Linked DNA regions of Sus scrofa: region 1 is linked to region 2. The links are chromatin contacts, called in public promoter capture Hi-C maps. All regions are on one chromosome and are shown on one strand. The core of a region is the stretch at or near the end of the contact, and the rest is flanking DNA. Distances in the headings are between cores, read along the strand shown.

Evidence for each region. Promoter capture Hi-C pulls out the DNA fragments that hold promoters and counts their contacts.
Region 1: a promoter capture Hi-C map of liver shows a contact between it and region 2, with 3 times the contacts expected there. The contact joins the promoter of CDNF here to the promoter of SUV39H2 in region 2. A contact is called at or near these places in 1 of 5 promoter capture datasets (liver), 8 of 47 Hi-C or Micro-C datasets (epiblast stem cells, fetal skeletal muscle, heart right ventricle and 3 more) and 1 of 2 datasets of contacts at active chromatin or transcription factors (skeletal muscle).

The regions. Positions count from the first base shown.
Region 1 is chr10:46,930,916-46,937,192 of Sscrofa11.1, reverse strand. It overlaps CDNF (cerebral dopamine neurotrophic factor), which reads right to left and starts at 1,663. Exons shown (of 4, transcript XM_003130739.4): 1 at 1,377-1,663. The coding sequence starts at 1,491. HSPA14 (heat shock protein family A (Hsp70) member 14) reads left to right here and starts at 1,890. Exons shown (of 14, transcript NM_001243393.1): 1 at 1,890-2,037; 2 at 3,197-3,277; 3 at 3,353-3,435. The coding sequence starts at 1,981.
Region 2 is chr10:46,895,969-46,901,613 of Sscrofa11.1, reverse strand. It overlaps SUV39H2 (suppressor of variegation 3-9 homolog 2), which reads left to right and starts at 1,721. Exons shown (of 5, transcript NM_001039747.1): 1 at 1,721-1,756.

The sequences.
Region 1 (6,277 bases), core at 414-2,913, 36 kb before region 2:
ATCTTACACACTGAGGGGAAATTAATTGGCTAGTGATAAAGACTAATAAGCAGAAATAGAGCCAGATTCTTCTTGTTCTAAAACCAGAATTTCCTTCACTGTGATTCCACAACTTCTTTAACAAAAGGAAATATACACCCAGGTTAGTCAGACATACAAGTTAATAATTACAATATGCTTTAATACATTCAGGAAAGACGTTAGAAGCGTCACATTTAATTAATCCAGATGCTTCGGCTCTTCTGAAATGTTTGTAAGTAGAAGCTCCAGAAATTAAATTACTGATGACAAATCCAACTAATTGTTTATGCCTCACAAATTCTACTTTAAACGTGTAGGACCCAGTTATAAGGGATCTTTCAACAAAATTATAACTTAGCTGGGCAAATATCTGTATCTAAAGTTTAACAGCCTGTAGATACTTTGAATTTCTGAGAAAAGTTTAATTATTGCAAGGCTGTTAGAAATCTGGACTCCAATTGTGAAGACTTGATTCAGTTATAGTACAGTCTATACTCACCCATTCATTCAACCTAGATGTGCACCTACAATTTCCTGCTAAGGAAGAATAGATTCGCAAGATCACAGAAGGGTGAGCGGATATACATTTAAAGTAATCATTTCAATGAGTGAAATACAAAAAGTGCTACTGTAGTCTGGGAGAAAGGGCTAGCGTGGCTAATTATCTTCTTGCTAACAGCCCTCTGAGATAGGTATTTTCACGTCGATTTTGCAAGAAACCAGGCACAATGGCCTCAGAGCCAGAAGGCTGGGTGGGACGTAGACCCACGTGTTCCGACTCTAAGTCCCCAGCGGAGACCCTGTCAACAAAAAAGCAATCTTTCTTTTCTATTCCTCCTCTTTCTAAAGCGTTAAGACACTCCTTTGTAAAGCAACTTTTCCCTGTGAAGTCCTAACAAAAGTTAGTTATGTCCTGAGATTTAAGCCATTTTATCTCAATTTAGACAATGTGTAATGCTTTGTCCTTTGGGGAGTTACAAACTAATTTGAAATTGAAAGGCTTCTCCAGTGCGTGGAAAGGTGGTTACAGCAGCCGAATCCATTTGGCGCCAGGGTCGTCTGCATCTACATGGCGTCTGCGCAAAACCGAATCCAAATCAAAACCCACCGGCTTTGACTGCGGCAGTTTTATAGAACAGGACCAAGAACGCGAACTGTAGAACGCGGACTGTAGACGTCCCTGAGCCCGGCTCGAACTTTTGCCTAAGTTTGGGCGTAGGCGATCGGAACCCTGGGCCAGGGCCAGCATCTCCTCAGTGAAATGCTATTTATAGCCAGGGCCGGGAAAAGCCAAACCCAACAGCTGCGCTGCGAAGCGGTGCCACCGCCATGCAAGCAGGTCTCACACCGCTCACCTTCACAGTCGGCGCCCGGCCGACCCCCGGCCTCCTGGCCCTGCGCCCGCCCCGGGCTAGAGAACCAAAGTCCGGCGCAAAAGGCCACCATGGCAGCTGGGCTCCCACACCACATGCTCAACCAGCAGCTCCAAACGACCAACCACGGGCGTAAGGAACAGCTGGGCTGTTAGATTCCGAGGCTGCACCCAGACGCAGGAGCTCAATGCAAGGGCTTGTAAAGAACCTGCCCGGAGTTGCTAGGACAAATGACGCGACTCATCCGTGAGTTTCCATTGGCTCTCAAGAAAAGGGCATGGAAAGGGGCGGAGCGAAGGAGTCTCTTCCCTTCCCTCCCCGACCGGGCGCGTGCGCATTAGCACTCACGCTGGGCCGCCCCCCTGAGCGGAGAGAGAGCCCTAAAGCTATTTGCCCATTGTTCTAGAGGGAAGGCGGGACCTTCACGCTGATTGGTGGCGACGCGGGAGGCCGCGGCCGAGGAACCGGACGCAGGGGGCGGGCGGGAACGTGAAGTCTCCGCGGTGCCTGATGGGGCTGTTCTGCTGCCGGGCGCTCTTGCCACAGGGGAGCCGCTTTTCACTGCTGCCGCCGTTCTTGCCGCCTCATGGCGGCCATCGGGGTTCACCTGGGCTGCACATCAGCCTGTGTGGCCGTCTATAAGGTGAGGGGCTTGGGGAGCTGGGCTGCGGGTACCCCGTTCTCTGGGTGCGAAGCCAAGTCCTTTGGTCACCTGCGGGGCTGGGTGGAACGCGTGTCGCCGGCCTACGGATGTCGGGCGAAGAAGCGATACTGCGGGAAGGTTTCAGGGCTGAGTGTTGGGCGGACCTGGCCTCGTCCCCTGTGGCTTCTCTGGAGAGGTTTGCGCGCTGGTGGAGGGGCGGGCGGCAGGGGCGCGCGGGGTTCGGAGAGGTCAGGGCCTCAGGAGGGGGGCGGGCCCGCGGACGTTATGGATTCAGGGGGCCTTGAGGGTCTCGGAACGTTGTGGGTGCAGGAGGCCCTAAGGGAGGCGTCCCGGGGACAGCGTGGGCGTAGCAGGCCCGGAGGGTCTCAGGAACATCAGGGCTGCCAGAGGCTTCGAGGGGGACCTGAACGTCTGGTACCCGGAGATTTCTGGACATTAGCCAAGAATGAGCTGTTGATCTCGCGAAGCGTGTGAAGCAAGGTTGATGGTGTGTGCTTTACTCACTTGTCCTGTCTGGAAATGAGAGCCGAACGAGGAGTTTTGGCCTTTCTCTCATCAATGGGGAGGCGGAAGGAACTAATATGATACACACCTGATATTAGTCTCACGTTTCAATGTCAAATGATTTGTAAGGAAAAGCCAAAGGGATTAGTGCTCCTTCATCCTGTGTAGAAAAAGGAGAGGAAGATGCCTTTAAAGGGGAAGGAAGAGCAGTAGAAAGGGTAGTGTAATGAGACTTTTTATTGTATATATAGATAGATTGTTACGTATGGTCTGTTATCAACTACGCAGAGAAGACTGAAAAAAATGAAGCAGCTTTTTGTGGAATGCTGGCCTTATTAAAATCTGGAAATTAAATAATGACAAATAAAACCTACATGTTTTAAAATTGATAAAAGGAGTTCCCCTGTGGCCCAGCAAGGTTAAGGATCTAGCATTGTCGCTGCAGCCGCAGGGATCCCTGGCCCAGGAACTTCCACATGCCTAGGGTGCAGCCAGGAAAAAAATTTTTTTGATAAAGCAATTTCTCTCTCCACGTATATGTCAAAGTAACACTGGCCCACATATGTTTCTATCTAAAGACACTGTATATTTCATTTCAAAAGAACTAATGTAGTAGTTGGGTATTTTTCTCCAGGATGGACGGGCTGATGTGGTTGCAAACGACGCCGGTGACAGAGTTACTCCAGCTGTTGTTGCTTACACAGAAAATGAAGAGGTACTGTTCCCCTCATTTTTGTACTTTGAAATAAGTAAAAGATTACATGCGTTGTAATACATTACTCTTTTTCAGGTTGTTGGATTGGCAGCAAAACAAAGTAGAATAAGGAATATTTCAAACACAGTAATGAAAGTAAAGCAGATCCTTGGCAGAAGGTATGGAATAAAATAATACTTTTGTATATGGTAATAAGAACGTGTTCATACATTCTAAGTGTAATGTGAAATGAAACTCAAAACACCATTTTGTTTTTTTGTTGTTTTTTTAATGACTCAGTCATTTCACAGAATACCCCAGGAGGCTGTTTCTTTTGATATTAGTGCTGAGTCTTCTCAAAAATGGGATTCACTCAGACATTTGTTTCTTGCTTACAGGTCTGTTAGTATTGATAGGTTGCCAACATAAATTTAATTTTGATAATTTGTGTCATGCAGAGATGGTAATTTGGACTTCACATTTTTATAGTATTTTTTGAAACTGAGGGAAGTTGAAAGGTTATGTGGGAAATTGAAGATTTCTTTGCGCTGTAGTTGAATTTTGTGAAATCTGTTAAAATTGGTGCATGTTTACTATTGATATCCTTCCTCAGATCTTTTTTGTGACACTTTATGGGAACTAACTTTTCTAATTGGCTTCCAGATTTAATCATTAGGGAAACAGGTTAATTAATGTCTTAAGAATCAGGTTAATCATCTGTTGTAACTTTAATTAAAAGATTAAAACAGGCTTGCTTCCTGAGACTTCTGTCTCCTCAAATTATAGATTACTGTGATAATTAGGGGTTTTCCTTTTCACTGGAGTTGTAATTCTTGATACAGTGTTTTTAAATTTTCAGAGTGTTTTCACATCTATTATTTTATTTAATCCTTTCAAATCCCTGTAAAATTGGTAGGGCAGATTTTGTCCCTCCCTATTTCTAGGTGAGAAAACAAGGCACATGGAAATTAAGGCATTCCCAAATTAGTTTAGGGATGAACTTGATAGGACTGTAGTTCAAGATGTCTAATCTTTAGCTCCAGGTTCTTTTCTTTCTTCTTTTTTCAGTTGAGAATTTAAAAATTTCCTTGTGTCGATTTTAGAATTATGGATTAAATTTAATATTTATTTATTTTATATGTGGAGATATTTTTTAATTATCCCTTAACCTGTGTTTAGTTAAATTGAACTTGCTATTCATTTCTTTCCTTAAGATATCTACGCCTTAAGCCAAAAACTGTAGTTTTTTGGAGAGAACTCGGATTTTTGTGATGATACGTATACTCCTGTGTCCATTTATCTGTTGGTAAAATGTAGTACTGAGCATACTGAAAATAAACTGAGTTGGTATCAAAGTTTTTCAAATTATAAACTGAATGAAAAAAAAAAACAACGGGAGTTGTAGTTGGGTCTTGATGCTAAATTCATTGTAAGCAGCCAACAATGTGTGTATATATATATATATATACACACAATTTTTTTTTTAATCTTTTTGTTTTGAGATAACAGTTGATTTACATACTGTTGCAAGAAATAATACAGAGAAGTGGGATGTATTACTGGAATTACCATTTTCTCCCAGTGGTAACATCTCGCAAAACTACACTGCAGTGTCACCACCAAGGTACCTACACTGATAGACACAAGACACAGAACAGTTGCATAGGTCCATCCCCTTGGCAGCCCTGTTTGTTTTATGCGCTATTTGGGGGTGGATGGTCATAGCAGTGAGGTGGATGTCTTCTGCCATATTATGCAAAAAGCTTTGTATTAGCAAAAGCAACTTCAGCTCGCTTTTCTGGCCCTGGAAGTTACCTTTTAACAAAGGAGTGCAATGGTGACAGATGAGTAACACACAGCCACAGCATCCCTTAGGCCAAGCTTAGTGAGGCGTGAACCCCTTCAGACCTGTATTGCTGCAGCATAGTCCTGCTTGCACTTCTCCTCCGTGAGCCACCCCTCGGTCTAGGCATTTCGCCCTCCCATGGTCTGACTGCTTACAAGACAATGGTGATTTTTACAGATAACACACTTGTACCTGGTCTCAGCCTTGGAAGCATTCTGCCCTTTGTGGAGGAGCCAGTCCCCTTGTTGATAAGCCAGTAAGACCCTTCCTAATCTTGGGTGCAGTACCCGTCATGGGCACATTCCGTAAGTTGGGCTTTCTGAGCACTGGCATCCTGCCTCTTTGCAGCCTCCTCACAGGTAGAACCGCTTAACTTGCCGCCACAGTTATCCTTACACCCTGCCTGTAACTTTCATTCCCCTGTGGCCTTCCAGCCAGAAATGCGGTCCTCAGACCTGGCTTCTCAGCAATTAGCCCTGAGAGGGAAGAATCGGCTGGCTCCTGGAGATAGACCGGAGCACACAGAGCTTGCCCACACCTTCCGATCAGTACCTTGCTGCCCAGGAGCCTCTTCCAGCCAGCCTTCCTTCCCAGTCCGCTATGGCCACTTCCAATAGCAGTGCGGGCATCCGGTGGTCCAGACAGGAGACTCGGACCCTTCTCTCCATACTAGGCGAGGCTGAGTACATTCAGCGCCTCCAGACCGTGCATCACAATGCCGATGTCTATCAGGCCGTGTCTAAGCGCATGCAGCAGGAAGGCTTCCGCCGAACCGAGCGTCAGTGCCGCTCCAAGTTTAAAGTCCTGAAGGCATTATATTTAAAGGCCTATGTGGCCCAGGCCACAAGTATGGGTGATCCACCACACTGTCCATTTTATGACACACTGGATCAGCTTCTCCGAAATCAGGTGGTGACTGACCCAGACAACTTAATGGAGGATGCTGCTTGGGCCAAGCACTGTGATCAGAACTTAACAGCCTCCGACACCCCAGGGGAAGAGAGAACCAGCATCCTGGGACCAAAAAGAACTCAGGCGGCAGATCATCAGCCTCTCTTGAAAACAGTTAAGGAATCAGATGGGAATTGTCAACTGAGAATCAGCGACCAGGTGCAAGAAAGCAGTGACCTTGAGGACTCCTGGGATGAATCCTCGGGTGCAGGTAACTCCCAGGC
Region 2 (5,645 bases), core at 472-2,971:
TCCTAGCAGATATAGGGAAAGTAGGAGTTTTCTAGGCAGAGAGCAGGATTGACCAAAATCCTGCAGACAGGAGCAGAGGAATGAATATTCGAGGAAGTTACGGATTAGAACAGGAGGAAATGAGCAATGAGGCTTGAGAAGAGGGCAGGAACCACCATATCACAAAGGGCCTTCCATCTAATAGGATTGAGTAGGACCTTTTATTCCTTATTGTCAAGGTGCTTATAGAAAGTATGTAAAAACAAGAACTCAAAGAGGAAACCACTTCCCAGAGATTTTATATGTATCTTCCTACACATTTTCTTACGCAGTTGAAACTGTATTTTATAGCTCTTTCTTTTGCTTGATATATTAAACACTTCACCATGATAGCAAAGTCCTCATAAACATGTTTTATTGACTAGATAGTATTTAATAACATAATCAAACAAATTAATTCCTTTAATGTTCTGCGTTTATTTCCAACATTTCAAACATAAAGGCTGCTTTGAACTAATTTTGTGTTTTACTTAAATTTCTTTTAAAAATCGTTGGTAGACATTAAACAGCTTTCTGCGGAACTTTCGCAATTTACTAGTCTCAGATTTCCGCATCAGATCGTGCAGTACAATTACCATGGACGCAGTGTGTAGAATGGACGGGGGCGGGGTGGGAGTGGAGACCAGTTAGGTCCTAGCAAAGGACCTGTAGGACTTGGCATCTTACAGCCTACCCACAGGCATGGGGCGTAGCCTGGGGGCTCGTCATAAACGCGGAACCTCAGGTTCCAACCCAGACATACCTGATTCGAATCTGCATTTTAACGAGATGCCCAGGGAATTCCCATTACGGCTCAGCGGGTTACTAACCCAACCAGTATTCATGAGGATGTGGTTCAATCCCTGGCCTGCTCAGTGAGTAAAGGATCCCTGTTGCTGCGAAATGTGCTGTAGCTGGAGCTCCGACTTGAGCCCTAGCCTGGGAACTTCCATATGCCCCAGGTGTGGCCCTAAAAAAAGGCAAAACAAACAAAAACACCAGGATGTTCAGATGATTCCTGTACCCATTCGAGTGTGAGAAGCACTGTTCTAGACCAGAGGTTTCAAATTCCACATTTAGAATCACCTGGGGACCTCTAAAAACTCCAATGTTCCGGGTACACCTTTTGCCTATTAAATTTCTGCGAATGGAACCAAAAAAACCCCAAACCTCCAAGGAATCCCAACGTGCAGCCAATTTTGAGAAACTGTGATCTGGAGGAGTAGCCTGGAAGGAAACGTAACAGTGGCTAGTAGGGCTCAGGTGGCTAAGGAACAGGTACGGGAAGGAAACGTACTCTGCACTTTGTAGCTCCGCTCTGCGTTTGAAATTTTGCACGGTGTGTATCAGTAGCACCATGGAAAAGAACTAACAACTGTAGGAAAGCCTGTGGTAAGTGCCTTGAATTAGGCGCTAAACTAGGCAGATCAGGGCAGGTGGCCGCTGACCCAGCCCTACACTCCGGTATTCCGGCCACGGGCTGCTCTCCGGCCAGTTTGCCCCGCCCCTCCGCACACGGGGAGACAACGTGGGGCGCAGGCGCGCTGGCTGTCCCAGACAAGTCGGCCTCGGCTGACGTCAGGACGCCTCGCGGGTTCTAGCCCCCCGCCCCGGCCCCCGAGTCCCGCGCGGGCCGGGCGGGGGCGGGGCGTCGGCCAGCTGAGCTATCCCGTCCGACCGCGCCAGTTTGAATGAAAGCTCCTCAAGATGGCGGCGGCCGGGGCCGAGGCGCGAGGAGGTGAGGGCTGGAGAGCGGCGCCCCGCACTGTCCCCCGTCCTCCAGGCAAACTCCCGAGGCCGGGGAAGCGGGGCCGGGACGCGCGGGCGGGCCGGAGCGCGACGGGACAGGAAGCCTCCTGCCGCGCGGCTGACGCGGCGGCCCCTACACGCGCGCCGCGGGCCCCTCCCTGCCCCGGGCCCCTGACCCTCCTCGCGGCTCGGCCCGCCCGCGGCCCGCAGTCTCCTCCCGCGCCCGGCCCCCGCGAGGCCAGGCCCGCACGCCCCGCTGCCGGCTCGCGGACTCGGCGGTCTGGGTCCCGCTGCCGTTCGGGCCCGAGATGGGCCCCGGCCCGGCCGCGGTGCGGAGGCGTTCGAACGGCTCCGGCGGATCCCTGCGCGGCTCGAGGTCCGTGGGCACACGGGGGGCTCGACTCCTTTGTGCTGCTTTGAGCGGGACGGTTCGCGGTCCGGGCCGGTTTTTGAACTGGGGAGCGGGAGGCCTCCGGTGGTGTAGGTGTGACCTCAGTATCCGAGGAGAGGAGTAGTCGGGGCGGAGGTGTGGAGGCTGAGAAAGGAAAGAAGTGAGGGTACACCCCATTTTGGACTTACTGGGGGGCTTCCGCTCCCAGTTGGGAACATCCCAGGAAGTGGGTCTCGGAGGTTGTGGCCTCCGGCTCATGGGGAAGAGTTCTCCCCGGCGGGAGCTTGCGTGGGAATTAATGAGGTGGACGCCAAGGAGCTCGGTGCTGAACGTGTATTTGTGCGCGCGCTGAAAGACTGGAACTTTCAATGCCTTCTGGAACCTGAAAGGTGTTTCCAGCACTGCGCTTCTCGGCATAGATCGTGGACTCACTGCCCCCCAGCGTGTCTGCCACTAGGGGTTAGTGTGAACTCAAGTTTTGGGGGTGGTCGCGAAACGTTTAATCTTATAAAGGAGTTCTTTCCCTATCTTATTAGAGGCGATCCGAATTGTTACCAGGAGTTTGCAGGTTTTTTAGGTTCCAGTCGTTCTCAAACATAGCATTTCTGTCGAGGCTTGTGTCTTGAATCTGCATAGTACTCCGACTAGATAACAATGGTAGGAACAGCAGACAAACATACCTTGGGTAGATAATCCAGAGGAAGGTCCTTTGCATGCCATCAGCATAAGGAGGTTATCTTGACGCAAAACTTCCTGAAGCTTTTTCAGTGAAAGGATTTAAAGGGTCGTTTCTGTTCTGCCAAATTCCCCTACGTCCAAGCCAACACTCCAAAACAAGCACACTCTTAGCCCTAAATTTTGAAGAGAACAATTCCTTTCACTTTCTTGGTCTGGAATTACGAACCCTACTTCACGGTTCCTGACGGTGAGGTGCCTGTGTGAGTTGGGGAGGGTGAGGACGTAGTAAGAACAGCTGTGTTCTCTCTTCCCTGGAAATTACTTCAAAACAAAAGGTTATCACAACTACCTTGGAGAGCTACCAAGTAAAGCTTGCGTTTACTGATGGATTTTGTTTGGTAATCCCAGTTTACTCCAACCCTCACTCCTTTCTTCCCCCCCCCCCCCCCGCAGTGAATCTGAAACCTAGAAACAGAGAAACTTCTCTAAAGCCAGCCTCAGGGAATCTGGGGCAAAACCCCCTGATCCTCCCTAGTGCTTCTCATAGTCTCATAGCCATAAAACCAAGTTTATGACATCAATTTGTGTTAACATTTTAGGTGCAGTGGGTAGCATGCTATTTACAGGAATTTGAGGGTAAAATCTTCCTCAGCACAGTTAGTTTCTAGCTTCCATTCGTTTCTAGCATACTCTTGATTATGAGTATGTCTGCTTTTCTTCAAGCTTGGTGTATGGATTATTTAAATTGATACTCTGTATTGTCATTCTCGGCTTTAAAAACAATACAGGAATTGAATATTAGAAAACTCAATATACTGTCCATTATTTTATTATAATTCTTGGGCTTATTTACCTTGATAATAATATATTGCAGCCTGGGCAAAACTGGAGTTAAAACTTCATGCAGCCTTCCAAAGTGGGGAAAGTAGGCCATATGATGTATGAGTAACTAAAGAATTATATTTCAATTAGGTTTTATTTCTTATTGTTCAGCTAGGAGAAAGGGGGAACGTTACTTTTAACAATAGACGATAATTTTAAAATATATTTAAGATGTATTTATAGTGATGATTAGTATGTCCTTGAGATCTACATTTTTATTAAAACAGCACTTCTCTGTAGAATACAATGGAAAAGTAAAAAATATCTCTACCTTTGCATTTATATGTAATTTAAAAAAAATTTATTGGTGCTTAGTTGACTTACAATGTTGTGTTAGTTTCAGGTGTACAGCAAGTGAATCAGTCATAAATAGAGCCATTCTTTTTTCCCATTAAGGTTATTACAAACCATTGAGTAGATTTTCCTGTGCTATACAGTAGATTCTCATTAATCATCTGTTTTCTACAGTAGTGTGTGTATGTTACTCCCACCCTCCCAATTCTTCCCTTCCCCCCAATGGTTTCACCTATAGTAACCTTAAGATTGGTTTTGAAATCTGTGAGTTTGTTTCTGTTTTATAAATTAAGTTCTTTTGTGTCATTTTTTAATTAGATTCCACATATAATGCATGTAATTTTATGAAAGCTTACAGACATGAAACATTTTGTTCAGGTGGCCTAGTAGAAACTAATTGACATCAACTAAACATGTTAGGGTAGAGACCCATGAGAAAATCCAAGAAGACCGATTTACCAAAATAGTTCTTTAATGGTTAACTTTTTCTTAAAGACATGTAAATGATTTCTTGTCATATGAATTTTTAGTCTTATAAAATTGCCAGTTGAAGGGTGGGGATATAGAGGTCTTAAGTTTTTCTTTTTTTTAAGTTTTTTTGTTTTGTTTTGTTTTAACTGAGTAGCTATTTCATTAGTAAAGAATTCTATTTTCTTATTGTAGCTTGGTGTGTGCCTTGCCTAGTTTCACTTGATACTCTTCAGGAATTATGTAGAAAAGAAAAGCTCACATGTAAATCGATTGGAATCACCAAAAGGAATCTAAACAATTATGAGGTGGAATACTTGTGTGACTACAAGGTAGTAAAGGTAAGGCAAATATCTAGACCCTTAAAAAAGACCTAATCAGACTTCAATTCAGTATTTCATATTTCTGTAACATAAAAAGAACCTTAAAAGTAAGCAAAGCTCTTCTTAACGGTTAAAATTCTTAGCCATTATAAATTTTTATGTCCTATCATCTGTTTTGCCAAATAACATTGAGAGGATTTCGAAGCATATAATGTTCTTACATTAGAATATTTCAAGGTGCTTATATCTTTCCACATCGAAGTCTTGATTATCTCTATGCGGATTACAAGAGCAAATGTTTTATCTCAGATTGGCTTCTCGTGTCATTCATTTTGTCCCTGAATCATATTTCCCCACTATCACCTGAAACGAACCTGGAAATTCAAGCCAATTTTAGTGTTTCTGAATCTCCTCAGGTAACATCACCATTTGTATTTCCACCATCCTGTCAAACTCCAGGTAGCAGTGAGATTCTGTTGTGCGGTAGAATGGCCTGGAATTCATTCATTTCTAGCCTTTGTTCAGTACCTTGTGACCTCAGCAAAATCATTTAACTTCTTTGGGCCTCAGTTTATTTCTGTTCCTCTTAAAAATGACAGGGTTGTTCTTCAGGAAACTTTGTCAGTCCAAACCTTGCAATATATTTTTGTGTAATTCATCTCTCTACAGCCTGTTCCTCTACAAGAACTCTGTTTTGGTCATTAATCTGTCAGTTCTTTCAGATGAATGAATCAGGAATCCTGTTACATTCTTTTGTTTTCCTTCTCTTTTATCTTCCATATGGATTCAGTCATTAAATCCAGTTCTTCCTTTGAAAGGCTCATCTACTTTATCACTGCCTG